2 separate regions of the Sus scrofa genome follow, and region 2 is linked to region 1. The links are chromatin contacts, called in public Hi-C maps. All regions are on one chromosome and are shown on one strand. Each heading gives the region's core, a stretch centred on a gene start, on an enhancer-like site or on the middle of the called end of the contact. The rest is flanking DNA. Distances are from core to core; before and after follow the strand shown. Region 1 has its middle 100 kb from the start of ZBTB10. Region 2 overlaps TPD52 (tumor protein D52).

Evidence for each region. A called contact is a pair of places that touch in the nucleus more often than the background predicts.
Region 2: a Hi-C map of embryonic fibroblasts shows a contact between it and region 1, with 2.1 times the contacts expected there. The contact joins two enhancer-like sites. A contact is called at or near these places in 6 of 47 Hi-C or Micro-C datasets (embryonic fibroblasts, fetal skeletal muscle, liver and 2 more) and 1 of 2 datasets of contacts at active chromatin or transcription factors (skeletal muscle).

Annotation. Positions count from the first base shown.
Region 1 is chr4:56,069,214-56,076,829 of Sscrofa11.1, reverse strand. No RefSeq gene overlaps it. Among named protein-coding and RNA genes, the nearest start is that of ZBTB10, 100 kb to the left of the region's middle. Within about 2 kb of position 5,164, at least 54 of the 83 cell types and tissues checked have an H3K27ac peak or open chromatin away from gene starts, as enhancers often do. A contact at or near this core is called in embryonic fibroblasts, fetal skeletal muscle, omental adipose tissue and 1 more, where this site is marked.
Region 2 is chr4:56,554,216-56,561,161 of Sscrofa11.1, reverse strand. The region is part of intron 1 of TPD52 (tumor protein D52); the gene reads right to left. Among named protein-coding and RNA genes, the nearest start is that of MRPS28, 50 kb to the left of the region's middle. Within about 2 kb of position 5,136, at least 17 of the 83 cell types and tissues checked have an H3K27ac peak or open chromatin away from gene starts, as enhancers often do. A contact at or near this core is called in embryonic fibroblasts, fetal skeletal muscle, omental adipose tissue and 1 more, where this site is marked.

The DNA.
Region 1 (7,616 bases), core at 3,915-6,414:
TAGTTTTCACTGGTCTCCCCATCTCTCCCCCATCTTGGGCCTTGCCCACTTCTAGCTCCCAGCATTGCTGACCATGTATAGGAAAAAATTACACACTTTTGTCGCAAATGTTCCACTTTTTTTCTTCTGCACGCCTTTTCTTTCCTTTTTCTCCTTTTTTCCCCTCATGAGTCAAGGGAAGACTCTAGGACTGATTCAGACAGAAGAAAAGATGCAAAAGCAAACATTGTAGGGTTGGGTCAGTTTCATTATCTATCAACAGAGGCCAAACTGCAGAAAACTCTCAACCCCTGCTTGACTTTGAACGTGCAGACAAACAGCAAGTGCTGCTTAGTCCATTCCTCCTAATTTGCAGGTGCCTAAGAATTTAAGGTTCTCATCAAACCTTAGACAGAAAATAAACAAGCTAAAGTGAAAGCAAGAGGACAACCCCAAGCCTGGAGAAACTTGCATCCAGGTTCTGGATGAAGACAGTGACACAGGCAAGGGTAATCAAAATAAAACCACCCGTGTGGTCTACAGACTCTTATCTTAAATTTTGCTAGCACCCATGACTGTTACCTTTCCAGCCCCCAGGCACAGACTCAAACTGGAAATACCAGGAAGCATTCATGATTCAGAATTCAATTCTTTGGCAGATCCCTACTCCCCTGAATAGAAGTGTAAATGAGGCTATAACCAGGAATCTCTCCTTAACTCTTAAACATATTGCAGGATGTGCTGCTAAAGCAACAGCTGCCCAACAGAAATCCCTAGACTCTCTGGTCAAAGTAGTTCCTGATGGTAAGATAGCCTTTGATTATCTTTTAGCTGAGCAAGTAGGTATCCTCTGTGGCCAATACCACCTGCTATATTTGAATGAACACTTCTGGGGAAATGGAGACTCAGCTACATAAACTCACTGAACCAACCACTTGGTTTAAGAAAATGACTCCTGGACTTCCCTGGTGGCTTTGTAGTTAAGGACATAGCATTGTCACTGCTGTGGTTCAGGTTTCAACCCTGACCTGGGAACTTTCGCATTTCTGCATGCCTCACGTGTAATAAAAAAAAAAAAAAAAAAAAAAAAAAAAAAAAGTGATTCCTTAGACAGGCTCTTTATTTGATTTACTTGATCTAAGTTGTTTTGGGTCATGGGGATCATGGCTTCAGAGTGCTCCCCAAAAGTTGGATACAATTCTATTTATAGTTATTCTAATTGTTTCTCTGGTTTGCTGTATTCTCTCAAAAGCTTTACATGCAACCATGTGGCCACTGGTGACTAGACAAATGACTTCCCTTTGCTTAGAATGCCAAAAACAGGTAAAGATAACAATCAGCGAAGGAACTGAGACCTTGATATCCCAACCTTTGCATTCCAGTTGGAGATCCAACCTGACTCCAACACCAGAAAGAAGTGGTAGCTCAGAGCGGCACTAATGCCTTAAATTTTTTTTTTTTTAGCTTTTTGAGGAATCTCCATTTTATTGTCTGCAGTGGCTGCACCAACTTACATTTACAACAGTGTAGGGTTCCCCTTTCTCCACACCCTCTGCAGCATTTGTAATTTGTAGACTTTTTAAAAATTTTTTATTACTCAATGAATTTATTACATGTATAGTTATACAATGATCTTCACAATCCAATTTTATAGGATTTCCATCCCACAACCCCAGCATAATGCCTTAAATTTCGAGTACAACTGAGAGTATTGATCAAAAGGGGGAATTAATAAAGTTTTTTTTTTGTTTGTTTGTTTTTTTTGTTGTTTTTTTTGTCTTTTTGCTATTTCTTGGGCCGCTGCTGCGGCATATGGAGGTTCCCAGGCTAGGGGTCCAATCGGAGCTGTAGCCACCAACCTACGCCAGAGCCACAGCAACGTGGGATCCGAGCCGCATCTGCAACCTACACCACAGCTCACAGCAACGCCGGATTGTTAACCCACTGAGCAAGGACAGGGACCGAACCCGCAACCTCATGGTTCCTAGTCGGATTCGTTAACCACTGCGCCACGACGGGAACTCCGGAATTAATAAAGTTAATTTGAATATCGACACCTACAAATGGAGGCCACCCCCATGGCCCAGCCTAGGTCACAAATCTAAACCTGTCAGCCTGCATTTATGGGAGCCCCTTGTTAAGGAAATCTAATATATAGTAATCATAATCCTCCAACTCAAATTTAGCTAGCTCACCTTACCCCAGGAAACAGAACTTCCTGGCTTTATAAGTAAATCCCTAGCCTAGCTAACCATGCCCTGTTTCCACGTTGCCTCTCCTAATTCTCTATAAAACTCCCTCTTGTCTCAGACCCCTAGAGAGCAGCATTTTGCTGCTTGTGGGACACAGTACTCCCCAGTCCATGGATCGTTTTCTCCTGAATAAAGAACATCTAACTTACTTTTTTAAAAAGTATAAGCAACAGGATATAAATAGGTTAAAAAATAATGTTTATCATTGAACTCAGACTATATATCTTTTCAAATATTGCGATAATTCTAAGGGCTCATGTGAAGCGCCATTAACAATTGGTGCTTAGTAGATTCGGGTCTGGCAGATTGCTGCTTTCTCTATTTCTAAAGTTGATAACATTATCAGAGGACAAACAAAATAAGAAAATGACTTTAAAAAAGAAGAAAATAGGGAGTTCCCATCGTAGCTCAGTGGAAATGAATCCTACTGGGAACCATGAGGTGGTGGGTTCAATCCCTGGCCTCGTTCAGTAGGTTAAGGATCTGGTGTTGCTGTGAGCTGTGGTGTAGGTCACAGATGAGGCTTGGATCTGATGTGGCTGTGGCCAGCAGCTATAGCTCCGAAAGGACCCCTAGCCTGGGAACCTCCATATGCCATGGGTGTGGCCTTAAAAAGCAAAAAAAGCAAAAAAAAAAAAAAAAAAAAGCCCACAAAAACAAAAAGAAAATAATGATTCATCAATTTAGATGTCTATCTAATGCTAGCGAAATTGGATGAAATTGAGAAGTTCAGTTCATCTATACATAAATACAATCCAGATTTACATTGAGGATTATCCTAGATGAGATTCAAGGGAAGTCTCACCCTTGCAGAGTGAGTGGTCAGGGAGCAAACAAACTGCTCAGTGATGGCTGGTTTGGAGTCTTCATCCCAGCCCTTCTGACTGCAGGAGACAGAATCTGGGCATGTTTTCTGCCCTCTCTAAGCCTGTTCATCCATAAAGTGGCATAATATTAATATTCACTTGCTACCTTTAAGAAGATTAAATAAAATGCTAATATCCATAAATTCCTAGAACACAGTAGCCCGCATAAGATGTTACATACCAACTAGTTGGGAAGCAAAGACGCTATTCATTCTAGTCAAAATAAGTGAGCATTTAGAGTTGTATAGATAGAGTTGGATGTTTGCCTACATTTTCATCTTTTCCTTTTGGTCAAAGATAGAGTTGAAACCAGATGGAATATCGCACGATTACCAATCTACAAGTTTCCCTGTTTCTTTTAGTTTGGTACCTAATTTGGGAATACGTGGGCAGAAGAAACCAAAAATATTCCTTTGAGTAATACCTGAAAACAGGAGTTACAGATTAGGGTTTTCAGCACAAACAACAAAACCAAAGCCCTGGTTATCTACACAGAAAGTGTTCTTTAAGGCTTGAGAGGATTCTTTGACCTTTGCTTTATGAAACAGGGACAATCTTACATTTGATTGGTGAATTTTGTTCCCTGCCTGCAAGCTAAACCTATTTATGGTGAGCACTGTTTTTTCAATTAGGTTTATTTTCATTTTCCCATAGGCCATGTTAGCTGAGAACGCCCCAAAGTTTATTTTTCTTTCCTTTACTTTGTATAATGGATCCAAAACAAAATATATAGCACTTATATCTATTGATTTTCTTCTGAATGCTAACTCTAATTTTTTTTCTTTTTTCACACATTTAATGGCCCGAGGGCTATTCAAAAAATTGCTCTTCAGTGCATAATGGTAGTCCATTTTTGTGGTCAACTCTTAGCAAGGATCGAATCCACTCCACCAGCTTTGAGAAATGTCTTATGCAAGCTGCAGCTCAGCAGATAGTACCTAAGAATGGTGTGTTTGTGACTTGCTTTTCCCAAAATTTTCCAGCCGGATGTCAGAATTCCATCCAGATTGTCAATTTCCAAGCTTAAAACTGGCAAGACTTTCTCTCTAAGAGGCCTCTCGTTTTTTGGGGGGTGGGGGAGATGGGGTGGAGGCGGGGCGGAAGGAAGTCTACTCAAAACAAAGCCCCACATCACCTTTCTAATAGTTTTGTACTAGAAAATATTCCCAGGCTAAAAACACTGGGCGAGAGCGAGTCTTAGCCAAGAATTCTCTTTTTCGGAAGAGCGCGTCGACTTCGAAGCCAGGCTTGCAGCCCTGGGGAAGGAGGGTTTGCACTTCCCGGGAGGACTGCGGACTGCTCTGGGGCTGGGAGCTCTCGGGACAGGGAAGGTCGGCGCAGCTTGAGAGGGGTCGTCTCGGCCGCTCCCGGGACGCTCTCCTGGGCTGGGGTGGGCGGCGGCGACCCCCGCCTTCCGCAGCTCTGGGGGCTCCTCCCCGCGCTCGGCCCCCGGCCCGCCAGGCGCTGTCCCCCCCCGCCCCGCCGCCGGCTCCCGCCCCTCCTCCTTCCTGGAGGCTTGGGGGCTGGAATTTGGCTGCCGAGTTCCCCCGGGCACCGTGCCCTGGAGGGCTGGGCTGGGCGGCCAGGGCCGCGCCCTCCTCCCCTGCTCCCGGTCAGCTCTTTCCTTCCCCGGCTCCGATCCACCCCCGCCACCTCCCATCTTCCCCCTCCCAGATTTCTCCCCTCCCCTTCTCTGCTGCTCCGGGCTTCTTCGGTTCCCCCTCCTCCCTTGCACTCCATCTCCCTGCCCCCCACTCACGCTCCAGCTCCCTTCATTCTTTCCTCCCCTGCGCCTCCTCTCCCAGCTCACCTCCTCCTCGCTCCCGTTCCCCTCCTTTCCTCCTTCCTTGGTCCCCAAGATCCTTGCCCCTCTCCTTCACCCTTCTCTTCTGCTCCCTTCCCTCCTCCTCCACCGTTCCCCCTCTCGTCCTTTCTCCTAGCTCCCCTCCCTCCTTCCTCCCGGGTTCCTCCCTTGAACCCCTCCTCCCGCCTCTCCCTTACCCCTCTCTCGTGCTCCCCTCCTTTGCTCCTCCTGCTGGTTAGCAGAGCTCCCACGCGGTTGCTATGGAGGCGGCCGCGGCGGCTTGCCGCCCGCCGGGACCTGCCCTGGGGCCCCAGGGACCGTGCAGTGACTCTGCCCAAGGCTCTCGAGCCTCGCCCCCTTGGGGCCCGGGAACAAAGCGCGCCCTCCCCCATCTCGGGAGTGCGCGCTGAGACCTTTCAGGCGCCGGAGTCCGGGAGGTTTAAGACCACCGCGAATCTGCTGGGCCCCCAACCTCTGTGGACTGGACCCCTGGGGTCGGGCTGACAGCTGCTCTCTACCGAGCTACCTAGTGGCCCTTCGATGATCACTCTCGCTCTCCCCATTCCCACTCCCTTCCTGGAGGTGTCACTGGGGCCGGGGGACAGCCAGATGGCCCCATTTAACAGGACTGTCCCCTTTTGTTGGGGGCCGAAGCAGCATCCAGGCCAATTTACATTGGAAAATGGGGTTTGTGTCCCCAATTCAGTGCAGTGCCCCGACAGCTGGTGGTTCTGTCATCTTGTCAGGACCCCACAGCGTGATGTTTAAATTGGCTTTATGTGTGCAGATGTGTGAGCGTGAATAGCAATTGATTGGGAACCGGTAGCTCTTAGGTCTGGCTTGGAGAAACTCAGAGTTCACAGAGGAAATTTTATCAGCCTGGGCACAGCCTAAGTTCATAGGATGGAAAAATCTTGCTGAACACTTCTGATGCTCCCTTACTTCCTGCTTATCCTTTGGTCCAGAAATCTTAAAAGCCAAATAGTTCAGATCTGAGGAGGATTTTGAAATTCTTACTATTTAAATGTTGGTCATTGTCGAAGTTGTAAGGCTAAATATAAACCGGTATGAGAATGGCTAGGACTTAAAAAAAAATTGCAGATGAAAAATCAAATCTAATTTATTTTACTCAACTGCTTTAACTCAGCTGGTTTGTGCCTGGTGGGTGCTAGAGTCTGCAGCAGGCTGAAAGTTATCATTAGGTTGGAATCAGTAGCTTAAAAGTGTACTTAAATGATAGACTGTTAGAACAGGGAGGAACTTCAATTTTTACTTTACCAGTGAGGAATTGGAATCTCAGCGAGGTTAAGGGATTTAGACCATACAGATCTTGGAATATGATTTCAACTGTTCACATCTATAAAAGACAAAGAAAAGGGAAACCTGAAGAGAGTAGATTTGAAAGATACCTTAATCAGAGTTCCCTCTGTGGCTGAACGGGATCTGCGGCATCTCTGGAGTTCTGGGACTCGGGTTTAGGTTCCATCCCTGGCCTGGCACTGTGGGTTAAGGATCCCACAGCTGGCATAATAGGTCGAAACTGTGGCTTGGATCTGATCCCTGGCCCAGGAAGTCCATATGCCTAAGGGTGGCCACAAAAAAAAAAAAAAAAAAAAAAAAAAAAAAAGTACCTCAATTAAGATGTTTTCAAAGCTTTCCACCAGTCTGCTGGAGCCACCAACAGGTAACTCCCTAGAAGACAAGGAATTGAGAAGAATTTTTTTCCCTTTGCCTTAACACCTTCATCAGCTTTAGCTAGAGTCTGTATTGCAGCCAGTTCTAACCACTAGAATCTTCCCAAACCCTGAACAGAAACTTGTGACTTGGTTTCTATCAGAGAACTCGTTTTGTGATGAGATAGAAAGGGCATGATTAGAATTTGTATGAAAGGGGAAATCAAAGCTGAGCTGGAACACCCTGGTCCCATTTTCAGGCAGGAGGACAAAATGACTCCCTTGCTAGAAGGCAGGGTGGCTCACTTGGAAAGACTGATTTCCACAGTACAGCCATACTGGTAACTTTCATAACCATTGAAGAGAATGCTAGAAACGTGGTCTCCTCACTTTGGGGAGTGTGGTGGAAGAGTTCTTTCAGCTAAAATTGCCAATAGAAGACCTTTATTGGCTAAAACCTCTGCCTTTAAACCTGAAGTGACTGTGCAAAATTAGGAGAGCTTGCTTCTGGGGAAGATTTTAATAGAGCTATAGCAAACCACAGGATGCCACATAAAAAGAATACGAGTTCACACGTTCAAAGAAAGAACAAGAATGTACAACTGGATTCGAACTGGAAATGCTGTTAATTTCTGCTCTGCTTCTCATACCAGACAAGGTAGCAATTTTGTTCTGCCTCCCATTGGCTTGGGCCCACGTGGGAAGGAGGAGAGTGCCAAATATGTAATAAGGATGAACATGACCTCTCAATTCTTGGAAAGAGAGTGTTTTTTAGAATTACTAATTACGTGTTATCTTTAAAAAAATTGTATACAAGCAAATTATTTGAAATTAACACCCCCATCACTACCATACACATATGCCCTTATCTCTATATGGCTTTATTCTTTAGAACTTTTTTTTTTTTTTTTTTGGCTGTACCCACAGTGTGCAGAAGTTTCCAAGTCAGGGACAGAACTTTCATCACTGCAGTAGATGCTGGATTCTTAACCCTCTGAGCCACCAGGGAACTCCTTCTCTTTAGTGCTTGTATTGATTAGTT
Region 2 (6,946 bases), core at 3,887-6,386, 480 kb before region 1:
TTTGGAAACAGGGTCTTTGCAGAAGTAATCAAGTTGAGATCATACTGGATGCGGGTGAGCTCTAGTCTGGTGTTCTTCTAAGTAAAATGAAGTTTGGACACAGAGACCCAGAGAGAACACCAAGCACACAGCGTCCCAGGGGGTACGCTGTATGACAAGGGAGGGCAGGGACTCCAGGGATGCAGGGCCGGCCAAGGCAAGCCACCGGCTGGCAGCAGGAAGCCAGGAAGAGGCAAGGACGGATTTCCTGGCTAGTGTCAGAAGGCACATGGCCCTGCTGACAACCTGATTTTGGACTTCGAGCCTCCAAAGCCCTATAGATGGTAAATTTCTGTTGTTTTAAGCCACTCCGTCTGGCCCCAGGGAACTGAGCCCCAGGAAACTGAGCTCCAAACCCTTTACCGGCTTAAAATATAAAAAGGTGGAGTTCCCACTGTGGAACACAGGGTTAAGAATCTGACTGCAGTGGCTTGGGTAGCTGCAGAGGCACAAGTGTGGTCTTGGCCTGGGGTGATGGGTTAAAGGATCTGGTGTCGCTGCAGCTGTGGCTCAGATTAAGTCCCTGGCGAGGGAACTTCTATATGCCTTGTATGTGCTCATTTAAAAAGAAAAGTGTGTGTGTGAGTGTATATATATACACACATATATACATATATATATTCTTGTATATATATTCTTATATATATATTCTTAGAGATATATATTCTTGTGTATATATATATTCTTAGAAGAAAATGTGTGTGTATATATATATTCTTTATACACACACACACACACCACACACACACACATATATATTCTAAAAATTTTTATTTTTGGTCTTTTTAGGGCCACACCCATGGCATATGGAGGTTCCCAGGCTAGGGGTCAAATCAGAGCTACAACTTCCAACCACAGCCACAGCTGCTGGCCACAGCCACAGCCATGCCAGATCTGAGCCAAGTCTGCAACCTACACACAGCTCATGGCAATGCTGGATCCTTAACCCACTGAGCGAGGCTAAGGATAGAACTTGCAACCTCACGGATACTTGTTGGGTTCATTACTGCTGAGCCACGACAGGATTCTTTATTTATTTATTTATTTATTGGTCTTTTTAGGGCCACACCCAAGGCATATGGAGGTTCCCAGACTAGGGGTCAAATCGGAGCTGTAGCCACTAGCCTATACCATAGCCACAGCCATGCCAGATCTGAGCCGAGTCTGCAACCTACACCACAGCTCACAGCAACGCCGGATCCTTAACCCACTGAGTGAGGCCAGGGATCGAACCTGCTTCCTCAGAGATACTAGTCATATTCGTTTTTGCTGAGCAACAATGGGAACTCCTAAGAATATTTTAAAGGATGATGATATAAAGAGTGAGCACATACCCAATGCTTGATAAGGATCTGTTGTTGCCTCACTTTCCCAGGTCCTACAAGTCATCCTATTTCCTCCCTCCTCTTCTCTCCAGGAAGCTCAGCTTGCAGACTCACTTCCTTACTTCCCAGCACTCTTGGACCCCCTGCCGTTGTACCTGCTCCTCCTCCACGGCTTCAACTAAGGACAGTTCTCAGTCAAGGTCTCACTGGACATCTCCAAGACATGAAGCACCAAAGCTCCTTCCGTCTGAGGTCTCCAGTCCTCTGATACCTTCCCATGGCCCGCCTCTGTTTTTTTTTTTTTTTTTTCCTTCTTCTCCATTTACCCTCCCAGGAGTGCCCCTCGCACCCACCTCCGATCCCACCACTCCTGCCTTAGTTCAGGCTCTCACCATTTTCTGCTTAGATTCTTGCCCCAAAGCGCCTTGATGGTATCTGTCGGGTCAATCCATTCACCGCCCTGCGACCAAAGTGAGCTTTCTAAAACAAGACTCTGACCATGGCACCCCTGTTCTTAAATCCTTGTGTGGCTGCCCCGCTCCTAGAAAGCTCATTGCTCTTGACAATCTGGAAGCCACCCACCCCATCTTCTGCTGCTGTTCACTCTCAGCCCCACTCCCACCCCAAGGGCTCTCACTCCATCCTTTAACCTGCAGTTCCTTTAGGGAAATGTTTATTTTTAAAGGGATGTATTAACTCAAAAAGTAAGAAAAAATTAGCTGCCTCCGATACTTATTTTTTCCATTTAATTTTTTATTATGGTACATACATAACATACAATTGGCCACCTTTAATTTTTTTTTTTTTTTTTTTTTTTTTGGCTGTGGCATGTAACGGCTTGATGTGGGATCACAGCTCCCAGACCAGGGACTGAACCCAAGTCACATCAATGATTAGTGCCAACTCCTAACCCCTAGACCACTCATCTTAACCAATTTTGTTTTGTTTGTCCATTTTTTTGTCTTTTTAGGGCTGCACCCTTGGCATATGGAGGTTCCCAGGCTAGAGGTCGAATCAGAGCTGTAGCTGCTGGCCTACAGCACAGCCACAGCAACACCAGAGCCAAGCGCCGTCTGAGAACTACACCACAGCTCACAGCAAGGCCAGATCCTTAACCCACTGAGCAAGGCCGGGGATCAAACCTGTGTCCTCATGGATGCTAGTCAAATTCGTTTCCACTGAGCCACGACTGGAACTTCATCTTAAACATTTTTAAACATACAAGTCAGCAGCATCAATTATATTCATGATGTTGTACAACCGTCTTCACCATTTCTTTTCAAATGCTGCTTTCCTTGTTTATGGCTTTGCGCATTTTATTTTCTCTTCCTGAAATTCCCTTCTTATTTCCAAGTCCCATTCATTTTATTTATTTTTTGTTTCTTTTTACAGCTGCATCTGTGGCATATGGAAGTTCCTGGACCAGGGCTCGCTCGAATCAGAGCTGCAGCAGCAGGCCTACACCACCACAACACAGGATCTGAGCCCCATCTGCAACCTCTGAGGCGGCCTGCAGCAATGCCAGCTCCTCAGCCCACTGAGCGAGGACAGGGACTGAAGCAGCCTCCTCCCAAAGACAATGTCAGGTCCTTAATCCACTGAGTCACAACGGGAACTCCCAAGTGCCATTCATTTTAATACATCAGTAGGAAAAGTCTCCTGCTCTTAGAGGAATTTCCTGAACCTTGTAACCCGGGCTATCTCTGGGCATAACACCCTCTGTACAGTGTCTACTGTACTTAGAATGCAGCCTGCTAGGCTGGGAAACATTTGCCCTTAGCCCTGTGCTCTGATCCCAAAGCTTCAGCCCTGTACAGTATCTGGGGCACTGTGTGTGTCACACAGCAGTTGCTCAGCAGCATTCTGAATAAATAAATTGTAGGAAGACACCCTGTGGAGTTAGAAGGAGAGATAAGAACCCAATCTCCCGTCATTGTCTACACTGCCTCTCTTTTCATTTTATATATTTCCTTCCCACTGCACTGCTTTCCCCTACAAAGGATTTTCCTATTTGAAACAGACATAAAATGTCACTTTTCTTTTGCTTTGTTTTGTTTTTGCTTTTTAGAGCCACACCTGCAGCATATGGAAGTTCCCAGGCTAGGGGTCGAATCGGAGCTACAGCAGCCGGCCTATGCCACAGCCACAGCAACTCGGGATCTGAGCTGCATCTGCAACCTACACCACAGATCATGGCAACCTCAGATCCCTGAACCACTGAGGCCAGGGATCAAACCCGAATCCTCATGGATACTAATCGGATTCATTTCCACTGCGCCACAATGGGAACTCCCCAATGTCACTTTCCTAAAGAAATACCACTCTGTCTCATACATAATCTACCAAAAGATTGCTACGACTTGGGGCGGGGTACCTGTCTTCATTTATAGAGAGTGTGTACACAGCCAAACGCATGAGGGTTGAATAGTGTGGCTCAAATGACACCACAGCAGGAAGAACAGACATCAGCCACACCCAAGAAAATTCAGTTAGGAGGAAAGAAGTGGCCAGAAAAGCAGTCTAGGATACCAGCTCTTAAAGTCAATGTTAAAACACTATCTACCCAAGAAAGAATTTGTAAGATTATCATCAAGCCCTAGAAGCATCTCTGGAAAACAAAACTGTATACACCTTTCTTACGTAGTCTTCAAAGAGGCAATGAGAGTAGGAATAAGAAACTAGTGTCTCTAGGATCCTTTTCTTTAAGCACATACAAGAAGTATGTGCCTCTGTTTTTTCACCTAGGGACACCAAAAACAGTACAACATATAGTTCAAAATATCTGTAGTGGTCATATCCACAAAGATCACAAGATAAAGGTTTTTTTTTTTTTTTTTTTTTCACTTTCAAAGTCTCTGCTCAGGGCTCCAGCTTTCTGGGTCTTGTTCTTTGTTTCCAAATGTGACAAAATCCAGAAGAGGGGGAGGAATACTTGGAGGTGGCCACATCAAAGTGGCTCTCCTTAAGAGACCCTAAAAGCAAAGGATCCACTTAAGACAAAGCTTCCCAGATGTGACAAGATGGACATTTTGAGCCAGACCTTCTTGGGGGGAGAGGCTCTCTCCTAGGCATCGTCCTGGGGGTGGTCCAGGCATCCACTCAGTTAGGGTCTGCAGCAGCCCCTCCCCACACTCAGAAATAACCACCAAAATTGTCTTCAAACCTTCTCCAGATGTGGCCAGATGCCTACCCGGGGTGGGGGGAGCAAAAGTGTCCCCCCGACTTAACGCAAGGAGGTCTCTGATACCTGCTATTTGACACCAATTAATCTTTATTTTTAAAAATTAATTAATTTCATTATAGCTGGTGTTTACAGTGTTCTGTCAATTTTCTACTGTACAGCGTTTTGACCCGGTTACACATACATGTATAGATTCATCAGAAGTGATTAGACATAGTTCCCAGTGCTATACAGCAGGATCTCATTGCCCACCCATTCCAAAGGCAACAGTCTGTATCTACAAAGGGATTCGGGAGCATGGGGCCATGAAACTTGGTCTCATCTGTCACTTCCCCCTACTTGCTCATGGTGAGAACAGTCAAACCTTAGGAGAGAAAAAGGAGGCAACTCATCACTGTCGAGGTGGCGAGGAACAGGAAAGCTGAGGAAACCAGAGTCACTCCATTGGGAAAGAGCCAGGAGCCTAGGAGAGGAACTGGGCAGTGACCGGGTCATTAAAGAGGAAATTCCTGCAGGCCGGGAGCGGGGCAGGCAGCAGGGATGGAAAAAGGACAAAGAGAGCTTGCAAGTCAAATGGGACTCAGATCTGAAAGCAGTGGGGCCCTGAGCAGCGGTCAGCTTTCTGCCCAAGAAGGTCACCCTCCCCACATAAGAGTGGAGGAGGAAGAGAGATGGCTAAGGAAGAGCATTAGAATTTTCTTTCTTAACTAAAAATAGAACTACCATTTGATCCAGCAATCCCACTCCTGGGCATCTATCCAGAGAAAACCATGACTCAAAAAGACACATGTGCTCCTATGTTCATTGCAGCACTATTTGCAATAGCCAAGACATGGAAACAACCTAAATGTCCATCGACAGAGGAGTGGACCAAGAAGATGTGGTACATATACACAATGGAATTATTACTCAGCCATTAAAAGGAAAGAAAGAACGGCAATTGCAGCAACATGGATGGACCTAGAAATTATCATGCTAAGTGAAATCAGTCAGATAATGAGACACCAACATTAAATGCTATCACTGACATGTGGAATCTGAAAGAAGGACACAATGAACTTCTTTGCAGAACAGATACTGACTCATAGACTTTGAAAAACTTATGGTTTCCAAATAAAACAGGTTGGGGGATGGGGGATGCACTGAGGGTTTGGGATGGAAATACCTTCAAATTTGTTTGTGATGATTGTTGTATACCTATAAATGTAATAAAATTCACTAAGCAATAAACAAAATTAAAAAGAATTTTCTTTCTTTCTTTTTTTTTTTTTTTTTGTCTTTTTAGGGTTGCACCTACAGTACATGGAATTTCCCAGGCTAGAGGTTGAATCAGAGCTGAGGCTGTTGTCCACAGCCCCAGCAATGCCACCAGGAGAAGTGGAGGCCAGGGATCGAACTTGCATTCTCATGGATACTAGTCAGGTTCGTTACCACTGACCCACAGTGAGAACTCTGACTTTAGAATTTTCAAATGCCTCATGTGCTCCCTCCAGAGACTCCTACACTGACCCCTGAATCACTTTCACCTTTAAAAAAGAGAGAGGAGGGAATCTTTAGTCAGTTATTTCAAAGCCAGCCATCCCCTCAACTCCAGTCAAGTGTAAAACTAGGAACCAGGACACTCTATGAAACAGGGGCAGGTGCTGAAAGGTCAACCACTGAGGAACTTAGGGATCCCCAGAGGGGAACTCATTCCATCCTTCAATTTCCTCTGTAGCAATAAGAAGGTTCTACATCAATTCTGCTCCGACTTTTATTTTGTAAACCATATATGTACTATGTAAGATCTTGACAATCATGAAAAACTTTCAAGAAGTGATAACCACTTCCCTAAAAAAGAAGTGAGAATGACACAGAGTAGAAATCAAGAAAAGGAATAAAACAGAAGGAAAAGGACTCTGAGCTAAGGGATTTCCCTTTGATATTTTTCAGTGTTTTTAGAATTTCAAATAGGACAGCATAAAACTAAAATGTCAGATTTTTATATGGATCCTATTTTCTCAAACACTAGAAATAACCAAAGTGCTTTTTTTTTTTTTAAATAAACCAGGGCTAGAGTTTCTGTTGTGGCTCAGTGGTTAACGAACCTGACCAGGATCCAGGAGGATGCAGGTTCGATCCCTGGCTTCACTCAAGGTTAAGGATCCGGCATTGCCATGAGCTAAGGTGTAGGTTGCAGGTACGGCTCAGATCCCGCCTTGCTGTGAGCTGTGGTGTAGGCCAGTGGCTATAGCTCCGATTCGACCCCTAGCCTGGGAACCTCCACATGCTGAGGGTGTGGACCTAAAAAGACAAAAGACAAATAAATAAATAAATAAATAAATAAACAAACCAGGGCTGCATCTTTCTGTACATTAGAAAAGTCTTAAGAGGAAGAGTGAATCTACATAAATAACATTTG